Linked DNA regions of Mus musculus: all the other regions are linked to region 2. A link is a contact called in public HiChIP or PLAC-seq and promoter capture Hi-C data. All regions are on one chromosome and are shown on one strand. Each heading gives the region's core, a stretch centred on a gene start, on an enhancer-like site or on the middle of the called end of the contact. The rest is flanking DNA. Distances are from core to core; before and after follow the strand shown. Region 1 holds the start of Nr1d1 (nuclear receptor subfamily 1, group D, member 1). Region 2 holds the start of Acly (ATP citrate lyase). Region 3 holds the start of Wipf2 (WAS/WASL interacting protein family, member 2). Region 4 holds the start of Thra (thyroid hormone receptor alpha). Region 5 holds the start of Gjd3 (gap junction protein, delta 3). Region 6 holds the start of Hdac5 (histone deacetylase 5). Region 7 holds the start of Cdc6 (cell division cycle 6).

Evidence for each region. Promoter capture Hi-C pulls out the DNA fragments that hold promoters and counts their contacts. HiChIP or PLAC-seq counts read pairs in DNA pulled down with a chosen protein or histone mark.
Region 1: a promoter capture Hi-C map of pre-B cells shows a contact between it and region 2, with 10 times the contacts expected there. The contact joins the promoter of Nr1d1 here to the promoter of Acly in region 2. A contact is called at or near these places in 1 of 39 promoter capture datasets (pre-B cells) and 1 of 115 datasets of contacts at active chromatin or transcription factors (astrocytes).
Region 3: a contact with region 2 is called in an H3K4me3 HiChIP or PLAC-seq map of stem cell-derived neural progenitor cells, with 3 times the contacts expected there. The contact joins the promoter of Wipf2 here to the promoter of Acly in region 2. A contact is called at or near these places in 1 of 39 promoter capture datasets (hippocampal neurons) and 4 of 115 datasets of contacts at active chromatin or transcription factors (astrocytes, embryonic hindbrain, embryonic stem cells and 1 more).
Region 4: a promoter capture Hi-C map of pre-B cells shows a contact between it and region 2, with 5 times the contacts expected there. The contact joins the promoter of Thra here to the promoter of Acly in region 2. A contact is called at or near these places in 3 of 39 promoter capture datasets (cranial neural crest, pre-B cells and second pharyngeal arch cranial neural crest) and 1 of 115 datasets of contacts at active chromatin or transcription factors (embryonic forebrain).
Region 5: a contact with region 2 is called in an H3K4me3 HiChIP or PLAC-seq map of embryonic forebrain, with 2.9 times the contacts expected there. The contact joins the promoter of Gjd3 here to the promoter of Acly in region 2. A contact is called at or near these places in 3 of 39 promoter capture datasets (cranial neural crest, liver and pre-B cells), 5 of 115 datasets of contacts at active chromatin or transcription factors (embryonic forebrain, embryonic stem cells, epiblast stem cells and 2 more) and 1 of 9 other capture datasets (embryonic stem cells).
Region 6: a promoter capture Hi-C map of pre-B cells shows a contact between it and region 2, with 3 times the contacts expected there. The contact joins the promoter of Hdac5 here to the promoter of Acly in region 2. A contact is called at or near these places in 1 of 39 promoter capture datasets (pre-B cells) and 1 of 484 Hi-C or Micro-C datasets (B cells).
Region 7: a contact with region 2 is called in a promoter capture Hi-C map of cranial neural crest. The contact joins the promoter of Cdc6 here to the promoter of Acly in region 2. A contact is called at or near these places in 2 of 39 promoter capture datasets (cranial neural crest and hippocampal neurons) and 2 of 115 datasets of contacts at active chromatin or transcription factors (embryonic forebrain and embryonic stem cells).

What each region holds. Positions count from the first base shown.
Region 1 is chr11:98,773,917-98,776,720 of GRCm38.p6, reverse strand. Nr1d1 (nuclear receptor subfamily 1, group D, member 1) reads left to right here and starts at 1,344. Exons shown (of 8, transcript NM_145434.4): 1 at 1,344-2,003. The coding sequence starts at 1,973. Gm31862 (a long non-coding RNA gene) reads right to left here and starts at 1,310. Exons shown (of 4, transcript XR_880204.3): 1 at 907-1,310; 2 at 1-82.
Region 2 is chr11:100,526,566-100,529,441 of GRCm38.p6, reverse strand. It overlaps Acly (ATP citrate lyase), which reads left to right and starts at 1,442. Exons shown (of 28, transcript NM_134037.3): 1 at 1,442-1,647.
Region 3 is chr11:98,862,332-98,865,546 of GRCm38.p6, reverse strand. Wipf2 (WAS/WASL interacting protein family, member 2) reads right to left here and starts at 1,949. Exons shown (of 8, transcript NM_197940.2): 1 at 1,645-1,949.
Region 4 is chr11:98,739,961-98,743,115 of GRCm38.p6, reverse strand. Thra (thyroid hormone receptor alpha) reads right to left here and starts at 1,331. Exons shown (of 10, transcript NM_001313983.1): 1 at 1,110-1,331.
Region 5 is chr11:98,981,390-98,984,443 of GRCm38.p6, reverse strand. It overlaps Gjd3 (gap junction protein, delta 3), which reads left to right and starts at 1,424. Exons shown (of 1, transcript NM_178596.3): 1 at 1,424-3,054. The coding sequence starts at 1,428. The coding sequence ends at 2,264.
Region 6 is chr11:102,228,698-102,231,637 of GRCm38.p6, reverse strand. It overlaps Hdac5 (histone deacetylase 5), which reads left to right and starts at 1,466. Exons shown (of 27, transcript NM_010412.3): 1 at 1,466-1,633. Mir8101 (microRNA 8101) reads left to right here and starts at 1,488; the gene lies at 1,488-1,598.
Region 7 is chr11:98,906,548-98,909,426 of GRCm38.p6, reverse strand. Cdc6 (cell division cycle 6) reads right to left here and starts at 1,626. Exons shown (of 12, transcript NM_001025779.2): 1 at 1,446-1,626; 2 at 597-790. The coding sequence starts at 777. RefSeq lists an enhancer at 2,786-2,879.

The DNA of each region.
Region 1 (2,804 bases), core at 95-2,594, 1.8 Mb after region 2:
TCCTGGCTCAGTTTCCCCGTATGCTTTTCTCTGACTCCAAGGTAGCTTGCTTCCCAGGATTCCCAGAACTCTCTGGAGCTTCCTAAGTGCAAGTAGAGAAAGACTTAAGGTTAAAAAAAAAAAAAAAAAAGCACCCCCCCTCCATCCCCAAGTGTAGAGATTACAGAGGACTTGGAGATAGGAGCAGGGTGGCTGGGGCTTACTCGACTGCTTGAAGATACGTGTCCATCTCTCTTTACAACCCAAGCCCCAGAGAACAGACCCCTTCCCCCAGGCCTCTGTGTTTCTCACTCCTGAGATGACTGCTGCTCTGAGAGAGATGCTAAGTGCTTCATGTGCTCATTTATCCGCCATCTCAGGGACGGGACGGTCACAAGAAATAAGCAGTGAATGCCTGACCTTGAGCCAGTCCCTGAGATGGCGGTCCCTTTTCTTCTTCAGTAAGAGGAGGGAAGATCCTCACTCCCTCCTCGCTTAGTAGGAGCTTGCTTTGCAGCTCAAGTCAGCTTCAAATTCACGACAGTCCTCCTACCTCAGCCTCTCAAGGACGGTGATTGCAGGCACGAGCCACTACACCCTGCCAATTCGGGGAGTTGAGGGGTGGGAGTTAAATGATCCTCATGTTCTCCCTAAACTGTGGGCTTCTTCTGCTATCATGAAGCCCTGCAGAGAGCAGACCCCCCTCTCTCTATGAGGACCTCAGAGCACTTTCCCTTTGTTCTCCTTTTTATTTCCCAGACAAAGGGAAATGACTCACCCCAAAGTCACTTGAGTGGGCAGTGTGGTGTCATATAAGCAAACAGGGAGTCCCTAGGGATATCCCCGTGCTATGCCAGTCCTACCCGTGGGGGCTGGGGTTAGGGTGAAGAAGAGAAAGGGGTTTTATTTACACTGCTTGTCGCCCACCTTGTCACCATAGCAAAAGATGCTTAAGTTCTTGATTTAAGGGAAATCTCTCCTCCCAGCTTGTCTTTCTCCCCCTAGTCACCACTAACCTCAGGGTGAGGTCAGTTCTCCAATCACGTGAAGCTCTCACGTTTGCTAGGTTTGCAGAAAGGGCCTTTTAGCTTTGATCTTCCACGGAGCAGTAAAGCTTGCCAGGCCCTCCCCAGGAATTCACATGCCCTTGCCATACAAGGCTTTCCAAACACGCCACCCTGACTCTTCAGAAAACCCCACCCCAGTCCACTTTCAGCTCCTCCCCGCTGCCAGCAAGCACTTTTGCAAAGCAGAAAAGGAATAGGCACACTCCACCTACATTGTCAGTAGACTACAAATCCCAACAATCCTGGCGGTGCGCAGGCGCACAGATCTCAACGTGCCGGCTGCTGGAAAAGTGTGTCACTGGGGCACGAGGCGCTCCCTGGAATCACATGGTACCTGCTCCAGTGCCGCGTGCGGCCCGGGAACCCTGGGCTGCTGGCGCCTGCGCAGAGCCCTCTGTCCCAGGGAAAGGCTCGGGCAAAAGGCGGTTGAGATTGGCAGAGTGAAATATTACTGCTGAGGAAACGTAGCAGGGCACACGTCTCTCTTTGCGTCCTGGTGCCTCATTTCTCCATCACCTACTTACTTCCTGGTTGCAGCTTCTCTTCCTTTGGGACTTTTGCACCCGGAGCTCCAGATTCATTACCCTGCTTCACTGCGGAGCCTTCAGGAGTGGCATCCGGTGCACTGCAGAGACCCGACTCTCCTTGCTACCTTATAGCCAGAACTGCTGCAGGCTGATTCTTCACACACACACTCTCTGCTCTTCCCATGCAAATCAGATCTCAGGTGCCTCAGCGTCCTACCCTTCTGGAGGGCTGCAGTATAGCCACCCCAAGACCTTACTGCTCAGTGCCTGGAATCCTGATTGCGAACTGCGGGGCTCACTCGTCTCCCTCAGCCATTGCCCAGGGGGCGAGAGAGGCCATCACAACCTCCAGTTTGTGTCAAGGTCCAGTTTGAATGACCGCTTTCAGCTGGTGAAGACATGACGACCCTGGACTCCAATAACAACACAGGTACTGAGATTCTTATCTTTGCTCTGTCACTGTCTCCATTTCCATCCAAGGCTTATGAGAGGAACTTTGTAAGGGATTGGGGATTCCCTCTGGCTGGTGTTTGTTACTGTGCTAAGATGAAAGCCACTAGGTAAGATTTCTAAAGAGGGTTATTACGGCTGGGAATGTGCCTAAAACGCATCACTAGCACCCCCTGAGTTCCCCTCAGTCCGAGAACGGATGAAATGGAGGGTGGATACCAGTGGCGAGTGGAAGAGTTTAGGGAGACTCAGCATTTTGAAGCAGTCTCTGGACACGTCCCCATTTGCCCACTCCTTGCAGCTATAGTATGCCTGTCTCTTTTCCCTTTTCTACAGTTCTAGCCTACTTCCAGGTAGTCTTGGGAAGTGGGGCGATCCGGGCTGGTGGGTTTGCGTGACTGGGTCAGAGTTCACAGGGGAATCCTCAGCGGCAGTGGGGAGCTTCATTTGAGGAGTCGGGTGCTTGGGACTCATCTCCAGGCAGGGCACCCACAGCGACTTAGCCTGGGGAGGGCTCACATGGCTGCAGAGCCGGGCCCACGTGCTGCATTTGTTTTCATTCAGTAGAAGCCGTGGCCGCCATCTCATTGGTCATTGCCTCCCGGCCTCGTTACATAATGAGCTCCGCCCCTCAAGTTGCCGGAGCAACGCTTGTCGCCTTCTCTCCTCCCCTCAGTTGTCCCGGCCCAGCTTGGTTTTAGGGCCAGCCTACGACCCAGGACGCCCGGGAGGGGCGGGGCGAGGGCGGGGTTTTCCTTGCGACAGAAGGGAAGCGGAGAAG
Region 2 (2,876 bases), core at 193-2,692:
ATTTGGGTAGGTTCTAGGCCTCTCCCTCAACTGCAGGAGCAAGGGGCACTCTAAACTGTTATTTCTAAAGAATGAGTATTAGGGAAGGGACCAAGAAAAAAAAAAAAAAAAGACGTCATCAAGGAGCACACGCTAGCCAGGAGTGGTGGCACGCCTTTAATCAGGAGGCAGAGGCAGGCGGATTTCTGAGTTCGAGGCCAGCCTGGTCTACAAAATGAGTTCCAGGACAGCCAGGGCTACACAGAGAAACCCTGTCTCGTAAAAAACAAAACAACAACAACAAAAAAAAAACCCAAACAAACAAAAAAAGGAGCACACGCTGGTCAAGAATGGGTGTTACAAGTTCAGCCATCCAAAGACTGGCCGAAAAGGGCCTGGGAGTGGGGGGCCTTGGGAAAGTGTTTGCCCAGGAGAGTGTTGCAACATTGTTGCAGGGAGCTTTTGACCCAGGGTTTTTTGCCAGGGGCACAGCCATGCAGATTCTCTGCACCCTGGGCTGACGCATCACCTGAGCTGATTAAAGGATGATTCTGGCCTCCTTCCTAGAGCTGGAAAATTGTTAGTTTCTGGGTCCATCTGGGAAGACATACTGGGACTAGGGGACAAGCAAGAGAGGCTTCCACTCCAGGGAAGCAGTGAATTCCTGATTTCCAGGACCTTATGATTTATCTATTCTGCCCCAGAAGTTCTCGGGTACCTGTTAGACTGGGCGCTCCAGTTTTGGGTTTGGAAAATATGTTCTATCTTTCGCAAGTAACAGAAAAGAGGAGGTTGTTCATTGCTTTCGGTGTCTTAGTTTGAGGTTGGGGGAGGGAGCAAGAGGTTGGGCAGGGATGGCCCCAGTCCTAAGTTTTAATCTCAGATAAATGATCAGCTCCGCCCAGATCCGCGCTCAGGTGAGCCTGTAAGAGGACTCGCGTTGGGACTGGCGTCCTTCTGGCCTCACTAGTTTACCCCTTCCTCCAATCTATGTCCTAGGTCGGACAGTCTGATTGTGTAGCGTGGTCGTGTAGACTGGCTCTGGTAAATTCCCTGGGGAGGGTTCCAGGAGCGGAGAGGCGACACGTGTGAAAGGAAAGCAGACGTAGCTTTTCAAAAGCAGGTCTAACGCACTGGGTTTGGTGTGGCGGCTTACAAGAGCCTGGGATAAGAACGTCAGTTGCTCTCCTGGGAGGGAGGAAGAGGACGCCAGGTCCAGGGAGAAGTGCTATAGCCTTTTGGGCCAACAACCCCCTCCCTCAGCTACCCAACCCGGCGGCTGGCCGGCCCAGCCCCTGAAACGATCAGGCCACAGCCCCCAGCCTCGTAGGTTCTCCTCCTAGAGCCGCCCGGCCCATCTCCCCATCCTAGGCCCCGCCCACGGCCCCGCCCACGTCCGGGACTACAAGTCCCATCAGCCCCAGGTCAGGCCTGAGGGCGGGGCCACCACAGCAGCGAATGGGGAGGAGCCTAGAGCTCAGGCTAGGGAACGCGTGTGCCCAATCGCCGGGCTGCTTAGCCTGTGAGCTGATGGGGGGCGGGGAGGAGCCCACTTGGGCCGGAACAAAAGCCGGATCCCCGGCTGCTGCAGGCGGCTGGAGCGATCCGAAGAGTTGGGGTGAGCTGGTGCTTACGGACAGAGAGCCACACTCAGGCTTTCTCGAAGAGGTGAGTACGGCAGTCGTAGGCGCGGGTGCGACCCCCCAGTACCCACTAAGCTTCCTGCTTCCCTCCCCCAACCCGGAACCACCTCCGGGCTCCCTGGCTGGGCGCTCCCGCGCGCTCCCTGCACCTGCTCGGAAGTTTTGTGCGGGTCTAAGCTTTATAGTAGTCTTCTCCCCAGCCGCGGGCCGCATGTCTACACCCTCCCAATCCTATTCTAGTTCCTGGGAGTTTGCACATTGCTTGCCACCGACCTTACTTCTCCCTCCTCCGGATTGCCTTTGCGCGTCCTGCTTCTTCTCAGCTCCACCCAGGGCCAGCTCTCGAGTCTAGTCGGGCTTTTTTTGGGACACTTTTTTGGGCCCCATTCGGGTTCCCCACCGGATGCCGGGGCGGGTAGTAGAGATGGCGGTGGCTACTCTCTCCACGCCGGCCGCTCGCAAGCCGGACTCAAGCAGGCCTGTCCTGTTAGTTCTGTGGTGAATCCCTTAAGCTCTATGTCGAAGTGTAGGGAGCGGGCCCTGGCCACGCGGGGTCGTGCTGCTTCAGAGTGCCTGAGGCCTTGCTGCGAGGACTTGGCTCCGGAGCGACGGCGCTGGATGGGCTCTCCCTGCTAAGGAGCTCCCTACTGGTGTAGCCCCCAAACAACAGATGGTCGGAGTGCTCAGGAGTCTGGATGAGACAAGCACCTAGGGTGTGTGTATGTGCGCGGGCGCGCGTGTGTGCAAAGGATGCTACCTACCTCTACCTCCTGTCAGGCCTGGCAGAGGTCTGGTCCCCAAAGCTTGCTGCTTTCTTCAGTCTTGAAATTCTGCTATGAGGGATCCCTCCTGACATAATTTTGGAAAGGACAGCATAAGGCACTTTAGTCTGCCAGCCAACCCTGTCTGTCCCCGCTTTAACTTTGCTCAGCATGTCGGGTTTCTTTACTATCGAGAGATAACTGTCCTGGAAAGATCATTTCCACCTCTTAGAAAGCTGCTTAAACGCTCCCCTCTGCGGGGGGGGGGGGCAGTAAAAGGAGGCCTTGAAGACAGAGTAGCTGCTGTTTTTAATCTCTATTTAGACACTGTCTGCTGTAGCAGGGAATACTCGGAAGAGTTCTGTCCGTTCCTTTGCTATAGGGGATTGCTTGCTTGTCATCCCCTCCCCCTCCCCAGCCCTTAAAGTGAGAGTGTTTTGTCGACCCTCCTCAGTGGGTCCCAGAGGAGTCTTCTTTAAAAGCAGGCTTCATT
Region 3 (3,215 bases), core at 700-3,199, 1.7 Mb after region 2:
ATTTATATGAGTACATTGTAGCTGTCTTCAGACACACCAGAAGAGGGCATCAGACTTCATTACAGATGGTTGTGAGCCAACATGGGGTTGCTGGGAATTGAACTCAGGACTGTTGGAAGAGCAGTCAGTGCTCTTAACCACTGAGCCATCTCTCCAGCCCCCAATCTTTTTTTTTTTTTTTGGTTTTTCGAGACAGGGTTTCTCTGTGTAGCCCTGGCTGACCTGGAACTCACTCTGTAGACCATGTTGCCTCGAACTCAGAACTCCGCCTGCCTCTGCCTCCCGAGTACTGGGATTAAAGGCATGCACCACCAAGCCCCACTCCTTTTTTTTTTTTTTTTTTTTTTAATTAAGATACTAGGATCAGCAGTTAAGAGCACTGTCAGCTCTTCTGAAGGTCCTGAGTTCAATTCCCAGCAACCACATGGTGGCTCACAACCAACTGTAATGAAGTCTGATGCCCTCTTCTGGTGTGTCCGAAGACATCAACAATGTATTCATACAATAAAATAAATAAATCTTTTAAAAAATATATTAAGATAGCTGGGTGGTAGTGGCACACACCTTTAATCCCAGCACTCAGGAGGCAGAGGCAAGTAGATCTCTGCGAGTTCAAGACCAGCCTAGTCTACATAGTGAGCACTAGAACAGCCAGGGCTGTTTCAGAGAGAAACCCTGTCTTGAAAGAAACAAAACAACAAACAAACAAATATAGTTTACGGGGCTGGGCAGTCATAGTGGCCCACGCCTCCCTCTGAGGTAGAGGCCAGCGGATCACTGTGAGTTCCGGGCCAATCTGGTCTACAGACTCTGAGTTCCAGGACAGTGAGGGTTACACAGACAAAGTGTCTCAAAAAAAAAAAAGAAAGAAAGAAAGAAAAGAAAAGAAAGAGAAAGAGAAAAAGAAAGAAGAATTTCAGGGATCAGATGTAGCAGGTGGATCAGGATTTAAAGGCCAGCAGAAGCGGGGACAGAGGTAGATTCCAGTGCACACCAGCTTCCTCCAGCTCCTCGTTTCAATATTATCCTTCCAGAATATGCCTTCCTAATCAGTAACTCGACCGCACACACAGCCTACGTCTAGCGAGCGCCTTCAGATTTTCATCTTCCCTCAATTTCACGCCGCTCCAACAGGGATCCTTCAACTGCAGGTGCTTCCAAGAGCATCTCAGAACATCACTCCGACTCCCTCTCATCCCACACTCTCAACATCTCCCCCAGTGTAAACACGTTCGCTCTCAATCCTCCTCCTCACCCCGATCAATCCCGAAACGTCACACCGATCCTCCTAAACTCGAGAGCATCCTGCCAATAATTACCTTTCCCCAACAGGTCCTCCCTTCCCCATCTCCCCCTCCGCGCACGGCTCCCCTCCTACCTCACCCAGAGTTGCCAGTCTTACTCACCTCACCCAACCCTTCAGGATCTCTAATTTCCTGTCTCTCAAAAAACCTCCCTCCTGCCCATTTGCTCAGTCGGTCCCCGCCGCCCTCCACTCGGATGGCCCACGCCCCCTCTCCAGGGTCTCCAGGCCCCGCCCCCAGGACCCCCTCTCCGCATCAGGCCCCTCCTCCGGTGTCCCTCCCCCCCCCCACCACAGTCCCCCCTTCCCGGCTCTCCCTCCCACTCAGGTCCGCAGGTCACCTCAGCGGCGGGCTCAGCCGCCCCGGCGTCTTTCCCACTCGGCGGGGGGCTGCTCCGGGAGCGAATCCTCCGTCACCTCAGTCCTGGTTTAGTCCTGCTCGTTCGCCCCGCGGCAAGCTCTCTCGCTCTCTCTCGCTCTCTCTCTCTCTCTCTCTCTCTCTCTCTCTCTCTCTCTCTCTCTCTCTCTCTCTCTCTCTCTCTCGCCGCCGCCCCTTTTACCAACCCGGAAATGGATCCGCTCCCACCGTCCCCAGCGTCCGCGAACAAAATGGAGGCGGGGGAAAAGGAGGAGGGAGCCGAGGGCCGAGGGCCGCGGGACGCATGCGCTCAGGGAAGCCTGCCCTCTACCGGCGCACGTGGGGGCGGAGCGCCACCATCTTGAGAAGGTCGCGAGTCCGCAGTTGGAAGTCCCGTTTGCATCTTGGGACTGCAACTGGGGCCGCCTGCGAGGCTTTCAGTAACGAGTGATGCCAGGATTCGGTCCATGAGATGCTTATTTAATTGGTTGGATGCGGCCTGAGCGTCTCGACCTTTAAAATTGCGCAGGTAGAGAACCAGTGAGCTAACTGATGTATCTCAAGTATGTTTTCTTTCGTGTTTATTTTTTTGCGCGCACACACACACACCATAAGCCCTAATATGGTCTAGAGTACCCTTGAAGAGGCCCAACAGACAAGCTCTGGTTGTCATAGCAACAGAGAGGCGAGCTTCTTCTAGCAGGTCATTGGTTAGGTCGTTGTAACCACTTAACTAGTGATCCCCAGCTCGGTAGGCTGAGGCATGGTGTTGTGAACTCCTCTATAGGTGCTTGGATGAGAGAGGGGAGTCCTTGTCGCTTGCTGGTTTCCATTGCTTAACTCTGTTGCCGATGACTAAGGATCTCATCTTCATACACAAAGCTCGCCACCACACCAAGCAACCCCATTGCTACCCTATGTCTCACTGCTTCTCCATCCAGTCAACCCAGTGACCAGGGCTGAACCTCAAGTAAAAGGCCAATATCAGCTAGCACTTAATCCCCACTCACTAACTGTGTGTTCGTGGGTCTCAGCTACCTCATAGTGTTTGTCCTTTCTCACAGTGCTTGAAGGCTCATCAGGTAATGAATGAATGGGAAAGCATGTGATAAGCCATAGCCTGTTATTATTTTTGTTTTCCCTCTGTTCTGCCCCACCCACTAGTGCTAAATGTCACATTGAACATTTGCTTTGGGCCATTCATTGAGCTCTGTACCTGGGGATGGTTCCAGATGTGACTCAAGCAGACAGCTTCTGCCCTCCGGGAGCTCACCATGCTGGTGTATGGTGCTCATGCGGGCTGGCATGTAAACAGACAGCTGACGTCCAAGTCAGTGTGCGATTAGAGTTGTGACATGTGCCGGGATGTCACAGGAGTGATGAATTCCTGCTGAAGAATGAGAAGAGATTTGTAAATGGTTTGAACTAGCCCCTGCAAGATGAGTAGAATTTTGCTGGGCTCTGTAGCTCAGAGGAGGCAGAGGCAGGCAGATCTCTTAGCTGGGGGCCACCCTGGTCTACAGAGCAAGTTCCAGGACAGCCAGGACTGCACAG
Region 4 (3,155 bases), core at 82-2,581, 1.8 Mb after region 2:
GTCCAGCAGCTCCTGTCCTTGAATCTGCCTGGATGTCCCCGAGTGAGCATGTAGCTGTCTGTGTAGGCATATCTGTTGTCTGCATGTCACCTTTGCCTCCCCCTTCATCTTGGACAATGGCCCCCTTCATCCCCTCCCCCTCCTGGGTCCAGAGCCAGCATTCAGGGGCAGGCCTCCCGTCTCCCTGGCTTTCCTTCTGTGTGCTCCCCCCTCCAGTCCCTAAAATGGGTGGCTCTCTTCATTGCCTCTGACATCTTCCCAGGCCTTCTTTTCACACTGGACAAGGGAGGGCCCAAGATAGAAAAGGGGCACCAGAGACACGTTGCAAGGGAGGGAAACGGGGAGCATGCACGCGCGCGCGCGCGGACACACACACACACACACACACACACACACACACACACACAGAACACGGGTCCATTTCTTCCTCTCTTCCCCAACCACAGGCCAACAATTCTCCTAATCATCTAGGGACCATCAAGTACACCCCCACTACTACAAGCTCACACTCCCCCCACCCCACCCCACCCGCCGCGTTTTTGCAATTAGGAGTGTTGCAACCAGAAAGCCATGCTCAACTGGAGAGGTGGGGAGGGGAGGGGGGCTTCTCTCTCCTCCAGCCCATGCAAGCCCCTCCACCCTGCCGCACCCACATTGCCCTTCCTAGCTAGAGACAGCTTTGCAAAGGCCATTCGGTCTCTTTGGCTGGGGGGGTGGGGGGACACGACAAGCTTCTGGCACACCGTAAACAAACCGCGGCGGGGCGGGCGGGGGAGCCTCGGCAGGCAGCGGGGCCCAACCCGGGAATGCGCAGCAGACCGGCCGGACAGAGGCCGGGGCGGGCCCTCGAAGGGGAGGCCCAGACGCCATCTCCCTGGGCGAACCCCGGGGCCCACCGACCACTTAACAGCACCTTCTTTCCCCAGGGCGTAAGTGGCTAGCTCTCGGGCTGTGACAGGGTCACCCGGGCGCCGGAAAAGACTGAGGTCGGCGGCGGGAACCCCCTGGGCGCCCCCAGCCCGCCTCCAAGCTGGCCAGAGACCCGCGGCTTTGCATAATCAATCGCGATGCATTTGCATATTAATGCCCCCTTGCTCCCTCCTCCTTACCTCGGCTTGGCGCGCTGGTCCGAGCTGAGCAACGACGCGGGGGTCTCAGCGCCCCGTGCCGGGGGCGTCCATGGGGGGCCGGTGGGGCCCGGGCCGCCCGCCTCCAGCGCCGGGGTGTGAGTGCGAGTGAGCGCGGGGGGGCGGGGGGCGAGTGTGGCGGCCCCGCGGCTCCTCCGGCAGAGGCGGCGGCCGCTCTGGCTCCTCCCTCCCCCGCCCCGCTCCGGCTGGGGCTCCAGCTCCGCGCGCCCGGCCGGCTCGCGGCTGCTCCCTGCAGGCCGCCTCGCAGTCGCCGGTCCCCGCCCCTCGCCCCCCGCCGCTCCCCAGCTCCTGGCCGGCCGCCCCGCAGCCCCTCTACCGCCTTGGCCCCTACCAGGCTCAGACTCGCCCACCTCACCCCCGCCCCCCCTACGGCTCCATCCAGGAGCGACGGTCGGTGACACGTTTTGAGAAAGATGTCATTTTCAAATAAAATAGCTTTCATTTGCGAGGAGAATTGGGGGAGGGGGGTTCTGGTTTGCACCCTGGGGTAGGGGGAGAAGGACCGAGGAGATCACTGCACCTTATAAATCCGGGAGGAAGTCCAGATACCAAACGCTAAGGGTAGTTTCAGAGTTCGGGTCCCTTCTTTGCGAACAACTCCCTGTGTGACCTTGAACACATTACAGCATCCAGGGTAAGAGCACAAAATCCAAAGGTTGGACAGGTTACTTCTGAAATCCTCCTAACTTCAACCATCCTATTTCTAGCCGTTTTGGAGGCTCGTTCCACATTGTGCCTCCTCTCTCGTTTCTAACATTAATGCTGAATCCACTGTCTCCTCTTGCAAACGTCTCTGTTCTCCATGGAAGCTCTTTCTAGTCACTGCCCACCAGCCATTCCCCAACAATATACTCCTATACTAAGCTTGGGGAATGGGGGTGGACAAGACTCGCTACAGCCCCTTATCTCCCAGCTTCTCAGAGGTGATATTTCCTCTCCTGTGTATACCATCAAAATCCAAATGGTTCAAGGGCCAATCTAAGCAACAGAGTGGCTGCAAATAGGTGGACTCCTTTTCTCAAAGGAGAGGTCTCCATGCCAGTTCCGGACCCTTGCGCGCGCACGCGCGCGCACGTGCGCCAACCACACACACAAAACACACAACACACACACACACACACACATACACACACACACCTGCATTCGTGGACATAAAACCCTGCCAGTGACGCCAGAGCCCCTTTCATCTTGGGATCTACTACCGCCAGGCAGAGGTCTAATTACCCTAGCACCCCCCTCTGGCCCCGCCGGTTCCCCCGCTATCATTAGCCCAGTTTTACCAGCGGGGGCCATAGCCTTCCCACGGCTCCCAGGGCGGAGCCCTGCCTCCACAGCCTGCTCTTGGGGAGGAGCCAGAGAGTGTGTCTGGGGAGCTGCTCTTCTAACCGTTCAGTTCATACTGGATAGAATCGTTTGCTGAGTGGGTTGCTGACCAACAGTCTCTCCAAGTTGGGCTGCCCTTGCACATCTTAGTTCCAGCCACCTACATCCTGAGCCAATGGACTCACTTCTCTTACAAGGGGTTTTAAGGGTTTACAAGGGATGAGGAGAAGGGAGAATGCCTCTCGTGGGGCTCCCGATAGGGAAGGGACAGGAAGCTGGATGAGGGAGGAACGAAGTGGAAGCCTACGGTTACTGGGGATGGCAAGGGGGACTGAAGGACACACACAATGGTTGAAAGAAGCCTGCACTGTACAGCGGCAGCTGCAGTGGGGAAATTGAGGCTCCAGTGTGCAGAGTCAGCAAACAGTAAATGAACCAGCTCAGTCCCGGCTCCCAGCGGACATGCAACAGCTGTAGTGTAGAGAAGGCTGCAGTGTGCTCTCAGTGCACTGAGGCACCAGGGTGGCTGGCTGCCAATCGAAGCCACCTCTACAATAACCAAATCTGGTTGAAACCCTGGGGAACAAGGCCGTGTACAGACTCAGGGTCCATGCTCACATGGAAGTAGGCTCTTGGGATTGGGGTACCAGAGGAGCTGAGGGATAATCCCAGGGAATGAGAAAT
Region 5 (3,054 bases), core at 175-2,674, 1.5 Mb after region 2:
ACTTAATGTCCTGCACTTGGGAGGCTGAGGCAGGAGGATCATTTACTTCAAGGGCAGCCTGGCCTATACGGTAAGGTCCTGGCCAGCTTGAACTACACAGCGAGACTCTGTCTCGGAACAAAGTAAGAATCTTAGAGTTTAGCTGGCTCAGGTGACAGACCAAGAGATCTTAGCCCAAGTGACCTACATGGCTCATCCAAGGTCCAATAGTGGCAGAACCAAAAGCCCCCCCCCCCCAAAGCCATATTTGTTGTCCCCTAAAAGCCGAAGTTATCTCCCTCTGGCCCACAAGACCCTTCAAAAATGGGGTCAGTTGGTTGTGGTGGACCTAGTCTTCAGTTTGAGGAGTCTGCCAGGAGATAGGGTTCCCATGATTGATCTCTCTGGCTCCCTCAATTAAAAAAAAAAATGTAGCTCTAGTTAGCCTCCGTCCATCGCCAGATGGAGACATGGCTATGGGATGGGCATGGGGGGTAAGGGATGGAAAGAGAAGGCAGGAAGGACCCAACAAGGGGTGTGGCCCTGGATCTATTTCCAGGGTGGAGCCGGACCACAGGTCACCCTGTCCCTTTAAGAGAAGGGGGAGAGCTAGCCCCTCTCAGCCATACTTGTCCTATCATCCATCCCGGCCAAAGCCAAAAAGGAAAATGAAAGAGGGACCCAGAGGGACAGGTCCCAGCTGTCTCTCAAGGTCCTCCGCTCAGCTCTAAGGCCCAGGTCCCGGGGTAAGTGGGGTTGGGGACATCTAGAGGCCACTAAGGGTCTACAGGGACGGGACGTGGTGTATTCTGTGTGTCTGGGGAGGCTTACAAGAGATGCTTGATAATTGCTATCAGAGAGGAGTCGAGGGGGCTGTGCCCGGTCTCCTTGGCTGAGGTTGGTGAGGAAGGGAAGATTGAGGGCGGGCGAGAGATCCTAAGTTGGAAAAACAGGCTTCTGTGTCAGCTTCCAACCCCAAAAGGCGTTCCCTGCTGCGAGGTGAGAGAGAAAGGAGACAGTGGGGGCTCACCCGGCCTGGCCCTCCCCTTGCTCCCAGGGGTCTCAAACAGAAGGAACGTAGAATTCTAGACTCCAGTAGCCGCTCTTGCTCCTGGCACAAAAAGCCAGGCCAGCAAGGTTGGCCCTGAAGAAGAACCTAGAATCTGGGGAACCTTAGGGTCTCCCTAGCCAAGCAGGCCCAGGCCAGGTGTGCGGGGAAATCCCTCCTCAGCACCCCTCTATGCCCATATGAAGGAATCCCATAGCTGAGGATGGACTATCCTCACACTCTGACATTAACTCATTAAACCCCAGAAAATATTCTTTCCCTGGCGCCCTCCGAGATTGTTGAGGGACGGGGGTGGGGGTGGGGGTGGGGGGTGGCGGGGGACAGGGGGTATTCAGCCCGCCCCAGCCTGTGACTACCCCCTTTCCTCGTCCCCAGCGTCATGGGGGAGTGGGCGTTCCTAGGCTCCCTGCTGGACGCGGTGCAGCTACAGTCGCCGCTCGTGGGTCGTCTCTGGCTGGTGATCATGCTGATCTTCCGCATCCTGGTGCTGGCCACGGTGGGAGGTGCGGTGTTCGAGGACGAGCAGGAGGAGTTCGTGTGTAACACGTTGCAGCCCGGCTGTCGCCAGACCTGCTACGATCGCGCCTTCCCGGTGTCCCACTACCGCTTCTGGCTCTTCCACATCCTGCTGCTGTCGGCGCCGCCGGTGCTGTTCGTCATCTACTCCATGCACCAGGCCAGCAAGGAGGCGGGTGGTGCGCAGCTGGCCCCGCCGTGCGCGCGCGGGCGTGCCGAGGCGCCGTGCTCCCCGTGCGCCCTGCGCGCTCGCCGCGCGCGCCGCTGCTACCTGCTGAGCGTGGCTCTGCGCCTGCTCGCCGAGCTGGCTTTCCTGGGCGGCCAGGCGCTGCTCTACGGCTTCCGCGTGGACCCGCACTACGCGTGCGCCGGGCCACCTTGTCCGCACACGGTCGACTGTTTCGTGAGCCGGCCCACCGAGAAGACCGTCTTCGTGGTCTTCTACTTCGCCGTCGGGCTGCTGTCGGCGCTGCTCAGCGTGGCGGAGCTGGGTCACCTGCTCTGGAAGGGTCGCCAGCGCGCCAAGCTGCTCCCGCCGCCGCCGCCGTCGCCCTCTTTGCCATCGCAGCGCGGGGACCCCGACCCTTTCGGCCCGCCAGCCTACGCGCACCGCTCACCGGCAGGCGACAGCGAGGGCGAAGGCGGCAGCGGCCACAGCAAAGCGTCGCTGGCTACCGTGCGCCAGGACCTGGCCATCTAGCGGCGAGATCGGAGGCTGGATATCAGCACCCGGGTCCTTGGAGGCAGAAGGCTTTGCTTCTGAAAGACTGCGTAGGACCCTGCCTGAGCAGAAGATGAGCAGAGGGGACCGCCAGGGTTCGGGTGGGGGAGGTGTCGCACTTCCTAGTGCTGGTTACGGCAGCCGTGTTAAATCAGGGAGGCTCCTCGGTGCTGTGATCCCTGCGGAAAGGGAGGACGCCAAGGGCTCCCCTGAGAGGCGGCAAACCGGCCGTGGGTGACCTGATTGTTGCACCGGGGACAAAAATCAACAGTGATGGCAACATTCCCAGGTTCCCTGCTAATTCAGAGAAGAGTGGTTTTCCGTGAGCGCTCTGCACACACTCTCTCTGGACACACTCAGATGGGTTGGCTGCTCAAGCATAGTAAACCTCTATGAGCTGTGTGTATTTGCATGTGTATGCTTGTGAGGGTCCGCACATGCGTGTGTCCACACGTATACATCTCCCAAGTGACAGGCGATAGAGACCTGGGTTCATGCCTGCGTGCACAGAAATGTACATGTATGTCCTTGAAGGCTCTGTGTGGATGCATGTACGCATGCGTCCTGTGTTAGCTCTGTATACACACCTATACACACGTACATTCTGTGTGTGCATCCGCCACCACTGTCAGTCACTAACCCAGCCACCTATGAGGCAACTCTGTCCCCAACAGGAACTGACAGCAAACAGTCCTGTTCAGTCAGATGTGTTCTGGGCCCAGTGGCCAGGCAGGGTAGCCCAGTGGCTAGGCAGGGTAGCTAAGCTCCA
Region 6 (2,940 bases), core at 217-2,716, 1.7 Mb before region 2:
CAAGAAGGAGGGGGAGGGGGAGGAGAAGGAAGAGGAAGAAGAGGAGGGAGGAGGAGGAGGAAGAAGGAGAGGAGAAGAAGAAAAGAAGGAAGAAGGAGAAGGAGAAGAAAAGAAAAAAGAAAGAAAACGTTTGGTTTATATAACCTAGATTTTTCAGGCATACAGAGTCAGACTCATGAACGTTTGTATAAAGTATTGGAACTAATGGATATTTTGTTTTGTTTGTTTGTTTGTTTTTTCCAGACAGGGTTTCTCAGTATGGCTGTCCTGGAACTCACTCTGTAGACCAGGCTGGTCTTAAACTCAGAGATCTGCCTGCCTCTGCCTCCCAAGTGCTGGGATTAAAGCCGTATGTCAAGGCAATAAACAAAGTCTAAGAGCTTGTCAGGATGACCAAGATACCTGAGCCTACTTCCCTGTCCTAGCCCAAAATCACATTCTTGCCTGAAATCTACTTCTTTGTTCCACCCTAAAATTAGATTCCTACCTGAACTTACTCCCTTGTCATGGCCCAATGTCAGATTCCTGCCTGAATCTCATTTTCTTGTCCTTGACCAATGTCAGATTCCTGTCAAACGCCCCAAAAGCCGCTTTTACACCCCCCACATATGTATAATTTTGAGCATCTGTATGATAACTTACTAAATAGATGTCTCCTAGTTTATTTGCAGATACCTACCTGATGGATATTTATTTAGGTTGTTTCTGACATCTCATATAACAAACAATCTCTTCCTATACTCATTTTGGAGCACAATATTTTCTTAGAATACATTTTTTGCTAGGAAAATTGCTAGGTCATTGACAAAACAATGTAGGTTTAATGATACAGTCATGTTCAGTTCCACTGACGTGGTAGTAGTATGTGTGGTATCAAAGTTGGGGACCAGCGGACTTTTAGGTTCTTGGTCTGTTCCTTTGAAGGCCAGGGACAGTTACAACCTATGCTGGCTTTCTCCAAGGAGTTTCTTTTAACAAGATGCAGCGCTGTGCCATATTAGCACGGTGGGTTAGAGACTTGTCCAAGCTAATCTTTCAGCTTTGACGCGCCTGCAGGGGCTTCCACTTCCAAGGCAGCCCCTAGGATTCCACCCCCCTCTACCCTCCCCCTAACGAGGGAAGGGCGTGTTAGGGAACAGCTCAGGCGGGCAAAGATTGCACCATCCGCCGTTTGAAAAGGAAGTCGAAAAAGCACAGAGAACAAAATCGTAAATCCCACACATCCAGCCCCTGCAGCAGCCGGGGTCCGGGTTCTACTCAGTTCATTACTTGGCGAAGAGATCGGGATCCCTTCTCTGCCACCTCCACCCCAGCCTAACCTTGGGCTGGGCATTGGCCCTTTAAGAAGCTGTCACGGTGGCGCTATTGGTCCCGCCCATCTGAGGGGAGGGCCGAATGGGAGGGGAGGGTTCTCGGTTGAAGCCCGAAAAAGGGGGGGTCTGAGCCTATTTTTAGCTCGGGGTCGGGTCACGTGACGAGAGTGACGTCTCCGAATGTTGTTGTTGGTGGCGGCGGCGAGCGGAGCCGGAGGAGCCGCCGCAAAGATGGAGGAGCCGTCGAGGAGGCGCTGCCGCTGCTGTTGCCGCCGCTGCTGCCGCCGCCGCCCGCGAAGCCGGAGCTCGAGCCGCAGCGGGTGAGCGCGCCGCACCCGCCAGGACCCCACCTCCCACGGCCCCGGGACGCCCCGCAGCGTCCCGTCCTCCCGCCGTCGCTGCCCGCGGGCTCCCCGCGACCCTGTCCTTCCTCCCGGCGCGCGCGCCGAGCCAGCCCGCACCCCCAGGGAGCGTCGCTGGGCCCGGGGAGTGTCGCCTTTGGCTCGCCGCGCGCGCCCCTCCTCATCCCTCCCTTGCAGGGCTCCTTCTCTGCAGGTAAGGGAGGGGCCGATTTTCCCGCACCCCGCACCCCGCGCCCCCAAATGTCCCGCAGACCGGCCGGGGATGTCTGATTTGTCTCCTCCCCGGCGGCTCATAATCCGTTGCAACTGCGATTTGAGCCTTGCAACCCGCATTCTGGGCAGACCCTCTCTTCACTAGACACCCCTTTCTTGTTACTCTGAGGTGAGGGGCGCAGCCCACCCACAGTGCTTCTCCAAGTGGCGAAGAACATACCCTTGATTTTATGTCCTTGACGTCCCTGCAGGTGGAAGAGGACTGCGGGGCCCATCTTACTTGTCTGTGCTATTCACCCCCTCGCCTGTGAGGCGTTACTGCGTTTATTACCACCCTCTTCTGTCTGACACCCTGGAGCTCGGGAAAGAGCTGGGAGATGAATTGGTGATCTTTCTTGGCTAGGGCAGATCTCCCCACCCCACTCCCGCGCCCAGTTTTCATCTTGGGTTTGTTTCTCATGGGGCAGAGGTTCTAATAGTGCCTTGTTAACTTGGGGGAGTCGGCTTCCCCCCTCCCCACCCATCCCTGGGGCCCTCAGGAAGATGAGAACTGGCTGGACGATAAGTAATTAATCTAAGAGCTGGGGGGGGGCGCGGGGAGTGTGTTTCATTTCGGGGAGAAGGTGACCACTTCATGTCCCTGCGTTTGGCCTTCTGAGATGAGCTTTGTCCCTGAAGAGGAAGGATAGCAGCTGCAGTTGCTTTTGGGGTGTGTGTGGTGTGTGTGTGTGTAGTGTGTGTAGTGTGTGTGTGTACCCATCACTCTGGTAGTGACCACTATGCTTCTGGGTCCTGGAATTAGCTTTGGATCTTGGGAATGGGAATGGAGAGAGGGGTTTAGGGATCAGTGGGAGGGGAAGATAGAGTTAGATCCTAGGAACAAAAGGAGGCAGGGATGGGAGATTGGTTTGGGCCAGAAGACCTCTGGCTAATCCTTACATTGGAACCTGTTGGCCCTCCACTTAGGTCCTAAGGTTGCAGGCAGGGAGGGTCTCCCAGGCTCTTATGCCCTCCACACTGGGACCCAAGAGCCCATGCTGGCTGTGGAGATG
Region 7 (2,879 bases), core at 377-2,876, 1.6 Mb after region 2:
CGGGAAGGACCTCAAGTCTGAGGCAATCCTGGGCTACAAAAGCGAGTTCCAGGCCAGCCTGAGTTAGAGATCATTTCTCCAAAAACACCAAACACATCGAAAACCGGAAATGGCTGTCAAGTACTATTTGATAGCAAAAATTAAAAAAATATTAAGAATCTCATCAAATTTTTCTTTCTCAAGACAGGAGTTCTCTGGGTTAACCCAGGCTGGCCTGAAACTCACTCTGTGGACCAGGTTGGCCCCAAACTCAAGAGACCCACCTGCCTCTGCCTTCTGAGTGCTGGGATTAAAAGCAAGCTCACCACCTCCCGGGTTATTTGTTTCCTCTTAATTTCACAAGCACGCAGGCGAGTTCCATAACACTATAACTTCAAGGGAAATGTAAAGGACAGAACTAAGGAAATGAAGATCAAACCTAGGTTCCTTAGCAAATGATCTCTAGTGTACGGCTCAACCGTGAAATTCGGTACACACTTGGCAGCCATTATGAAGGCAAATACAGCTCTGGTTTTAAGAGCCAGGCACCTCAGCATCAAGGCAGGAAAGGCTGAGAGCTCAGTCACAAAGTCGCACTCACAAAGCGGAGGGCTTACCCAGACGTTTTCGGGGACTGAGAGGCAGAAGTTTTACGTCCACACACGGAGTGGTGGGTACAGGCTGGACGTTTCTAAGTTTTACTTCACAATCCCGGGAATTGGGTTTCTTCAGGGTATTAGATAGCTTCTTTTTCGGAAAACCGATGGTAGCTTGTGTCTGGGATCTGGTTTGAGGCATGATGGCCACACAACTGGATACAAAGGAAAATCAGGAGAGCAAAGAGAAAAACACACAGAGCAATATAAATAATTATATTGGGGACCAGCACTCCATAAATCACGTTAACATAGCATTTTTAACATTTAGTTGTGCTTCCCATGCAAATCTATGTAATAAAGGGTAACGTCTGTCTGCCTAGTACGTGTAACATTCCGTTATACACATATTACACACTACAGTCTTACCATACGTCAAATGTAGACACTATTAGCCCTCTCTTAAAGAGATAGTCACAGAAACACACGGCTATCACCCTGGGCACCCTGGGACCAGAAGCCAAGTTCTTACACTTGTATGATGCCAGAAGTCTGTCTCCATTTATTTCTATAATACTTTAGCTCCTTCCCTGCAGACATGTGAGACGTCTTTAGCACTGGTTTGGTTCCAGACCGTCACCTTTAGGCTCTCCCAAGTCCTGGGCAAGGGCAGCTGCGTCCTCTGCTCAAAACTAGCCAGCACTCCACCAAACTCCCGACCCCACCCTACACCGTTTCCTCCCAGCAGCTCTCTCCTTCCCAACGCGGCGTGCTCGAACCGCTTCTAGAGCTCACAACCCCCTCCCTGACCCAGCCTCAGACCCCAGGCGATTTCCCGCTCTCCACCGGCCTTGCTCGGACCAGCCTCACCTCTCTGGACACCAGACCTCGCGGAGCTTTGCACTCTTCAGGGCCGTGTCGCTCAGTGCACACTCCTCGCGTCTCGATCACCACCGTAAAAACTCTCCCGCCACAAATTCTACAGCAGCTGCAAAGTCAACTCGCGCCAAAGCCGCTCTACTTCAGCCTTCTCGTCTCCCGCCAAAGTCCAGCCAGGCTTCTGATTAGTTGTCACTCATCACCACGCCTTCGCCGGTGACGGCCGGCAGCCAATAGGACAGCCCCAGGTCTCAGCGACCACCACGAAGTCACACCCACTCGCCCGGGAGGGCGTTAACTTTTGAGACCTCGGAGGAAAGGCGCGCGTTTACGAGCGCGTCACGCCGTAAAGCCTGGCGGGAAGTGTAGTTTTTTTTTTTTTTTTTTTTTTTTTGCCTCTACGCACATCTACTTCCGTATTTTTATTTCTACTTTGTCCTCCACCCAGCCTCCCCACCGTTGCCTAACGTCCTCATTCTACTGGGCTACCTTTGCTCATCTTATCTGCCAAACATCCCTATTTTCATTATTCTGGTGGGCTAGATTTTAAGAGGGCTACAAGGCCTACTTTTTGGGGGGCGGTCCTGTATGGCATGAAGCAAATGAATGTATAAGGTCACAGAATTTTCTGTGGGGAGGAGCTGATAACTCGAACCAGGGTATTTTTTTGGGGGGCGGGGGGGCAAGTTCTAGACCTATCTAAGCAAACTGACATCATCTCACTATTTGTTGACTTGCGCTTGCTCAGTGAGAAACAAGTGCAACACCAAACGTATAATTTCAAGGTCATACATTCCAAGTGCTGCCTTAACATCCATCTAGCTACACATCATAGGGAGTAAAATTATGTCTCTTTAATTTGAAAATCTCTTATGGCCAAGCACTAGGGTCTGGGACCCAAGGAAAAGAGTTATCGGCAAGGCAAGCTGAGCATTTAATGAAAAATGTAACTAGAGCAGCCATTTGCAGGCAGGTCAGGCTCCAAGGTTACTCGGGTTCTTCTAAAGACCAGAGCCCAATTCTAGGTAATGGTAAAGTCTATGGGATTTTGTTCTTGGTTTGTTTTGTTTTGGTTGTTATTGTTTTCTGAGACTTTTTATTTGTAGCTCTGGCTGTCTTGGAACTACGTAGACTAGGCTGGCCTTAAACTCAAGAGATCTGTCTGGGTCTGCCTCCCAAGTGCTGAGATTAAAGGTGTGCGCCACCACACCTGGCTATAGGATATATCTTTTATTGTCTGATACCAAATAAAACAGACACAAAGCTACAAGTAGGAGCACAACAGCACAATCGCCAGTTACCTCTCATTTCAAATAGCTGGGAAGAGCCAACGTAAGTGTGTGGGTCTGAGCTCGTTATTTTACCTCTATCACCTTAATTAGTCTTTATAAGCACCCGAGGAAGGTTTTTGGTTTTGTTTGGTTT